Linked DNA regions of Arachis hypogaea: region 1 is linked to region 2. The links are chromatin contacts, called in public Hi-C maps. All regions are on one chromosome and are shown on one strand. The core of a region is the stretch at or near the end of the contact, and the rest is flanking DNA. Distances in the headings are between cores, read along the strand shown.

Region 1 (4,278 bases), core at 606-3,105, 180 kb after region 2:
TTAACGAGAGTCTCCTAATTGTGGCTTACCTGTGCCAAAAAAATTAGGGTTATAAATTTAACATTACCATCGGATTTAACGTTGGCGATATCCGATGGTAACTTTGGCACCTAAACACGTGAAATGGCGCTAACGTTACCGTCGGATGGCTCTGACGGTAACCATCAACACAAATTTGACAAACCATTGAAAAAGACCGACGGTAACTCTCCCCGTAATTAGCATTAGACAAGACAAATTTGTCGGTAAGTTGTTTCCGGTCAACCCAAGAATAACGCTAAATTCGACGGTAATCTTTTTGTCGGCGGATTTATTTGGTGAATCTGACGATACTCAACATTTTTTTATAGTATCAAAAGTAAAATTACCAAACTAAGCCTAGCGAACATAAATATCAAGAATAGCTTTTTCTTTTGATAATTGCAAAATTTGTTAAATCATTTAAACAATTCCCTTTTCTTTAAACTAATTTTTAATTTTGAATTATTTTATCAAATCAAACTTTCGTAGCCTTATTTATTGGTATTTAGTTTTTTTTTAATCAATTTGATAAGTTAAATAATTAATTTTCAAAAAACTTTTTTTTTCAAAAATTTTCAAATATTCCTCTAATCATTTTTTATTAAAATTAACTGATTTATAGAAAATTAATGAATAACTCTATATAGATTTTAAAAACACAAGGGAGTCAAAGTAATTTTGAGTAATATAATCTAAACAATATTTATTTTATTATAATCCATTTTGATATAAAAATTGCTAAACATAAATCACATTAACACAAACTTACTTTTTATCAAAATCAAGTTTGCAAAATCAATTTTATGCAAACTCCCATTTACAAACTGTAATCCAAACACACACTAAGTAGTTGAATTTCAACAAAAAACTTTCAACTTATTTTCATTTTTTTGTCACCTTAGAAAAGATTTAACCGCTATATTTAATTTAAATCAAAATTAAATATCATTCGCGTTTTCTTAAAGAAAATAAATCGATGATCATCCAATCTAATAATAATAAGCAATAACAACGGTAGATGAATTTAAATTTACAATTACCAACGCAAGTTGGTATTGATAGATGAGGGTCTGTGTCCTTTAACTATCTCTTTTGAGTTCGATACTCACCGGAGGATGAAAATAGAACTTACTTACTTAGGAAGGTTGCCCACTTTATATGCCTCTACAATATCCAAAAAATTAGTCATTAGACTTTCGACTTGATAGATATCTTAGTGCAAACAAAAAAAAATTTACAATTTTAATATAAGAATAAATAATAATTTTTAATTATAAAAAATTTAAGTATGGACAAATTTACTCATAAAAAAATAAAATCAATACTATACTTAAAAAAGATATATTTTAATTAACAAAATTAATCAAAACCTAAAAAATAATTTAAAATTTTTAAATTACCCTTTCTAACATTTCACCATCAATCTCACACAATTTTACAACCTCTCTTCTTCTCCTTCCACTGTCATCATAACACCCACTCTTGACACCAACACCAAACATCGGGCCACCACCATTATACCATTTTAATTGAGAATTTTTTATTGTACCAACTATTCTAGAGACAAGGCTTGTTGACATTAAAATTTATCTTTTATTTTTTTTTTATTTTTTTTTTTACCAAAAATAGGAGACTCGAACCCGCAACCTCTTAATTGAGTATGGAGAGACTATGCCATTTGAGCTATTACTCGTTGGCAAATTTATCTTTTATTAGTATAATATTAGTTTTATTTTTTTATGAATATATTTATTAATGTTTAAATCTTTTAATAATTAAAAATAATTATTTATTCTATATTTATAAGAGAAGTTCTTTGGTACCTATAATTTTTGTACCTAAATTAGTTAAAATATAGAGATTAAAAAAAAGATAGAACTTACTCTTTTATTTTTAGATTTTATATCTAAAATTTAGGCACAATAAAAAGTACCATATTATGATCTAATACTTTAGTGAGAATAAAAAGGGAAATATTTTCGGAGCCCTAAATATCAGGAAACCCTAACACTCTATAAAAGCTCACCGTCACTCGTTGTTCTTACTCAAGTCTTTGGAATCTCTCGCGGCTCGGCTCTGCTCTTCTCTTCTCGTTTCTTCGATCTTAGAAGTTAGAACAAAGAACTGCAACCATGCTGGTTTACCAGGATCTTCTTACAGGTGAAAAGCTTTCACCTTTTTCTGTTATATTTATTTTCTATTTTTATTTTTATTCCTTTGCTATGTGTGTGGTTTAAGATCTCAGTTGTTGTATGTTTTTATGAAAGAGGATCGAAACTTGTTAAATGAAGTAAATTTCGTGTTATGTTTGGTAGAATATGTAGTTCTTAGGATCCACTTTCGTTGAATCTGCTATTCCTTTAATAAACTCTGTGATAAAGTTTTCCCGGGTTTATGTTCTTGCCCCAATAAACTCTGCTTATGATAAGTCGTTTTAATTAATAATTATTAAGGTTGTTTGCTATTATTATTTTTTTCTATATGAGATTATAATTTTCTGTCTGTATCTCTGGGTTATCCTTTTCTTGCTGTGATTATCTCAGATTCTAAATCTTTTCTGATTTTCTTTAAGGAAAAGTCTAGGGCGCCAGCAATTTTGTTAAATTCTGGCCAGCATGTAGCCAGCAAAACAAAGTGAGCCATTGGATGAAATCTCACACCAATCTCGCACTATTAAAACCATCATTGATGGCTATTTGATGGCTTCAAATCACAAAAATTGCTGGCCCCTAGCATTCCTCTTTTTTTTAATCAGTCTGGTTGTTGATCAGTTAGATCATCATGCAATTAAGTGGTCCTCACTATCAATGTAATTATGCTTTTGCAAATTGATTGATTAATTAATTAATTAATTAATTAATTGTGAAAGTGAGTTAATACGGTTGATCTGATGGTAATAGTTAAGTGCTTGAACTCGTCTAACTTGGATTTCTTGATGAATGTTTTAGGCGATGAACTTCTCTCTGACTCGTTCCCTTACAAGGAAATTGAGAATGGAATCCTCTGGGAAGTTGAAGGAAAGGTTAGGAAATAGGAACTCTTTATATTCTGGAATCTTTGTTTCCTTTTCAGGGTTTGTTTTTTCGTTTGTTAAGTGTTGATGAGTTAATTGTGTAATGTGGGTTTTGGCAGTGGGTTGTTCAAGGAGCAATTGATGTAGATATTGGTGCTAACCCTTCCGCAGAAGGCGGAGAAGAGGATGAGGGTGTCGATGATCAAGCTGTCAAAGTAGTTGATATTGTTGATACTTTTAGGCTTCAGGTCAGGCATATATATATAAGAAAAAACCATCTTTGGATACTTCGCTATGCAAATATTTTTTTTATCTTAATTTACGTGTATTTTGTTCAATTTTTACAGGAGCAACCAGCTTTTGATAAGAAACAATTTGTTACTTTCATGAAGAGATACATTAAGTTGCTGACAGCCAAATTAGAGCCAGAGAAGCAAGAGCACTTCAAGAAGAACATTGAGGGAGCAACTAAGTTCCTCCTCTCAAAGCTCAGTGATCTTCAATTGTAGGTTCTTCCCCAATCTAATTACATTATCCTACTCCTTCAATTTTATAATAAATTACACTCACCTCTCTTGAGCTTTAAGTCATATAACCGTCTACATTAATCTTGTCTTGAGATTTATGTGATACTGTGGTAATACATTTGATACCATTATGTCTTGTGGAATGTGACACTAATGGGACAAATCATGTGGTAGCTTGGGTAAGCTAACTAATGCTAATTGATTGCGTATCAATGTTGCAGTTTTGTTGGGGAGAGCATGCACGATGATGGAAGCCTGGTGTTTGCATATTACAAGGAAGGTGCAACTGATCCAACTTTTCTCTACTTTGCTCATGGATTGAAGGAAGTCAAGTGTTAAGCACCTGGTTCCGAGACTATGTATCGGTTTGCAGGCGCATTAGTTATATGAAGATCTCTTATATTTGAGCTAGATAAAAAAAATCTTCATAATTTAGTCTGTTGTGTTTTTGGGATTTGGTATTCTTTAGTAATTGACATTGAGTGTTCATTGTTATGTTATAAGGAGAGCTTTGTTTCCAAGATTTTGCTTTCAAACATGTTTTCCTATATTTATTTTTAGAGGAGTGTGTTATCGCAAAATAATTTAATTTAATTCTCAACTCAATAAAGATATAAATAAACAAGGATAAAATTGTCATGTCAAAATCAGTTATTTTTAGTTTCTGAAGTTTTTTCCTACAAAATTGGAAAAAACGAAGGACCGTTTTGGTCGACC
Region 2 (3,794 bases), core at 828-3,327:
GTTGGGCAATGGCGGGGAGGGAATCCACCACCGTTACCACTGGTTGGTTCACTGGAAGCTCAGCAGCAGGTTTTTATCGTTGTCCCATCTCGATCGGAGCTCATAGGGAGCGCGTGAAGGAATAGGAGAAGCAGAGTGGGGGCGAGAGGGAGAGGGAAAAAAGTCAGGGGAGTGAGATAGTGATAGAGTGAGGCGAAGGTGGGATGACATCGTTTTGAGGAGATTGTGATAGGTGGGGTGAGGGTATAATTGTCCAAAGGACAATTTTAAAATCAAAATGGATGTTAGGGACGAATTCTAATACAAAAAAGATATTGAGGACGAATAAAATTTTTAGCCTAAATTTTAAGGACCAAAATCATACTTAACTCTTTTTTAAACTATCGTTGGACCATAACCTCGTTTGAGGTTTTAGCTCTACAACTGTAGTTGCTTTACTGAGAAACAAAAAAAAAGTTCTTGCTCAATTTGAAACTTATTGTCCCTATCATAATCATAATTATACCCTCTTTTTTGTATCTTGTTCTTGTCTTTATGACATTACTGACCCTAATAATGTACTTCCTAAGTTCCTTGCCGAAAAACGATAAACAACACAATCTGCATGTATTTATAGGCTGCGTTTGTTTACGGGGACGGGACATAGAGACAGGAACACAAAGATATAAAATCGTGTTTGACAGATGAGATATAGATATATTATATCCAAAGACACTGAATTAGTGTATTTTGTGTCCATCTTGACAGAAAAGACACAAAGACACTAACAAATGACACAACTTATTTTTTATTTTTTCTTTTATTATTCTTGTTAATTTTTCATAATTATATCTTTTATTATTATATTTTTTTCTCAAATTTTTTTGATGAAAAAATAAAAATAAATTAAATTTTTATAATTTATTTTTGTTTATCACTAAACAGAATACAAGAACACAAAATTTTATATTTCTGCTCTTTTTATCTTATTCTCAATATTTTGTCTTATTCTATTCTTAAACACAAACCAGCCTAGTGACAACACACATGCAAGAATTCATCCCATTAAACATTAAGTCTAACAAATCTGAACGAAAATATCCAATTGTATTTAATGCTTCGAAAGAGAAAGACATTTATAGAAAAGTTGTGTTGTTTAGCCTAGCCATGATCATATAATCAAAACACATCCACAGCAAAAGGTAAGAGGGTCCTACAACCTAAAAAATCATCTCACTTCAGAGAGATTTTAATCCTTCTAAAGTACACATTATTTACTTTTTATTTTAATTTTTTGACAACCAGTAATTTTACTTTTTATCATTTTTTTTTTCAAATTATATCTTTTTTTTTTCTTTAACTATATTTTAGTAATAAATTAATATAGAGGCAGCATTACTCCGTTCCTTAATGTGTATATAAGAATTACACCTGAGTTTTAAAAGGATAGCGACTAGCTCCTACGAGCGTATCATTAATAATCAAAGTCATGCATAGGCATAGTTGATATTTCTTCTTCTACATCAAAATTGCATTATATCTATAATTTTAGATCTCAATTTTTCTAGCTAAAACTCCAAAAAATCCCTTCAAATTCAAAACCATGCCATGAGGAAATGAAATACAAGCTCCATTATTCTAATGCAATATATATATATATATATATATATATATATATATATATATATATATATATATATATATATATATATCATTCCAAATGGTGAATTGAAACCATATGCATACATTTAGAAATGAATTAACTCACCAAGATGAAATTGATGGCCACATTTAAGCTTAGCCAACGATCGATCCCCATTATCGATAACAGCGTCAAGGCAAATTGAACATGAGACAGAATCAAACGAATTAGCTCCACCACCGCCACCCTCTCCTCCATCGTCAACCACCTTGCTTTCTTCGTCATATTTCATCCCAAGACCCATAATTCTCCACAAATAAATAATTAAAAAAATCCAAAAATCGTAGCAAATGAAGCGAAGCAACGAAAGCGCAAACAATGTTTCGTTTTGTTTATTTATTAATGCGTCTTTCTTTCTTCTTCTTTTCTTTTTTTTTTTTTGTCTTTTTCCTTTTAATTTTTTCCTTTTTTCTCTGTTTTGTTATCGTGTGTCTAAGTTGCGTTTACGACGTGCAGTTTGGCGTTGGACACGGGAGAGAGAGCTACGGAGGCGAGAAATTAAAGGTGTGTTTCTCGTGTTTAATTGTGTGAGATTTAAAAGTCTTTGATTTCAGGATGAAGAGCACAATGGACAGACACGAATGAGAGAGAAAGATCGATGCAAGAAAGAGAGAGATTATGATGCCTTACATTTTTTTTTTGGTGACTTATGCCTTACATTTGAATAAGAGAATGTCTGACAGCCAACATTTTTAATAAAATTTAGTCTAATATTTAATTATTAAAAAAATATGTAATTTTATATTATTAAATATAATTTTAAAAATATTAATAATAATTAATTAATAATTACAAATCACAAAATATACTAACTTTTTAACATTATTCTTTAAAAATTTTTGGATGAAAATATGATGTCTTTTTCTTTTCTTTGGAAACTTATTTTTTGCTAATGAATTACCGTCATTAGATTTAATTATTTGTGCATTTTTACATATGTCAATAAAGTTAATTTCTTTTTTTTCTTGGATAAATTTATTATTGTTTTAAACATTCATAAGTAAAAATAATAGTTCATTCATATATATATATGTTATCCAGATATTTAGTAATCGAAATTTATAAGACACATTTGATCATTACAAATATTTAAGATGGTTTGAAATTTATATTATAAGAACAAAATCTACTCCTTTTATAAGTATCAGTTTTACGTGTATTAAATCTTTATTTTGTCAATGAAAAAGAAGTTTTGTAAAATAAAAAATATGCATAAGAGAATAAACGAATTTTACTTAATAAAATAAAGTTAAAAACACTTTACAAAATTTCAAAGTATTTACAAATACAGAAAAATTCTACAAAAATTCAGAATAAAGATTACAAGTTACAACAAAGAAGAATTTGATAAAACAAAACTAAAAAAGATGACTTTGCAGAAAATAAAGAACACATAATTATAATGAATATAAAGAACATGTGGAAGGAAACCTACACAGAAAACTAGATTAGATAAAATTGCAGAAAGTTACTGAGATATGTGAGACAATAATAAGTGTGGTTTTTGAGTGAAATTTTCAACTTTTTGTCCATCATTTGTCACTATATTTATAGACATCTTCAACCAATCAAATCTTATCATGTGTCGACCTTCATATACTCTGGATAGTAACTGTTCCTACCGATCACAAACTTAATAACCATTTTGCAAGCTTCGTTCTCAACCTTTTCGATCGACTTACTTCTTGTCGATGCTAACCATTGAACTCCCTTAATCGATTCTCTGTCCTCGACACAATTAATGTTGACCGAAAAATTGCCCCCCACCCCCTAAGATCATTGTTATTGTTGAGATTTTTCTCAAAGAAGTATGATCGATCCTTTGACGTAGGCGAAATAAATTTATATTTCTCTCACTCCTTGAGTAAATAACTATCATTATTATCACTACCCTATTAAATGCGTGCACGTTCCCCATGTCTAATCAATCTCTTTGTGCTCCCTCTATCTCTCATGTTCCATCTTCTAAGTTACGCTTATAAAAGCCCAAGCATCCACTTTCCTTACACTTTTTGTATTTCTACACTTCATCTTCTCTAACGGACTCACCCTTTTCTTGCTTTAAGCATCTTCGTCTCTCTAGTACCTTACACAGTCATAGTTGCCTCCATAC

What was found. A called contact is a pair of places that touch in the nucleus more often than the background predicts.
Region 1: a contact with region 2 is called in a Hi-C map of leaf, with 3 times the contacts expected there. The contact joins the promoter of LOC112779705 here to the promoter of LOC112775263 in region 2. A contact is called at or near these places in 5 of 8 Hi-C or Micro-C datasets (leaf and an unstated tissue).

What each region holds. Positions count from the first base shown.
Region 1 is chr19:39,059,747-39,064,024 of arahy.Tifrunner.gnm2.J5K5, forward strand. LOC112779705 (translationally-controlled tumor protein homolog) reads left to right here and starts at 1,856. Exons shown (of 5, transcript XM_025824040.2): 1 at 1,856-2,181; 2 at 2,970-3,043; 3 at 3,154-3,282; 4 at 3,382-3,539; 5 at 3,783-4,082. The coding sequence starts at 2,154. The coding sequence ends at 3,900.
Region 2 is chr19:38,882,983-38,886,776 of arahy.Tifrunner.gnm2.J5K5, forward strand. LOC112775263 (E3 ubiquitin-protein ligase IPI1) reads right to left here and starts at 2,078. Exons shown (of 6, transcript XM_025818789.3): 1 at 1,748-2,078. The coding sequence starts at 1,925.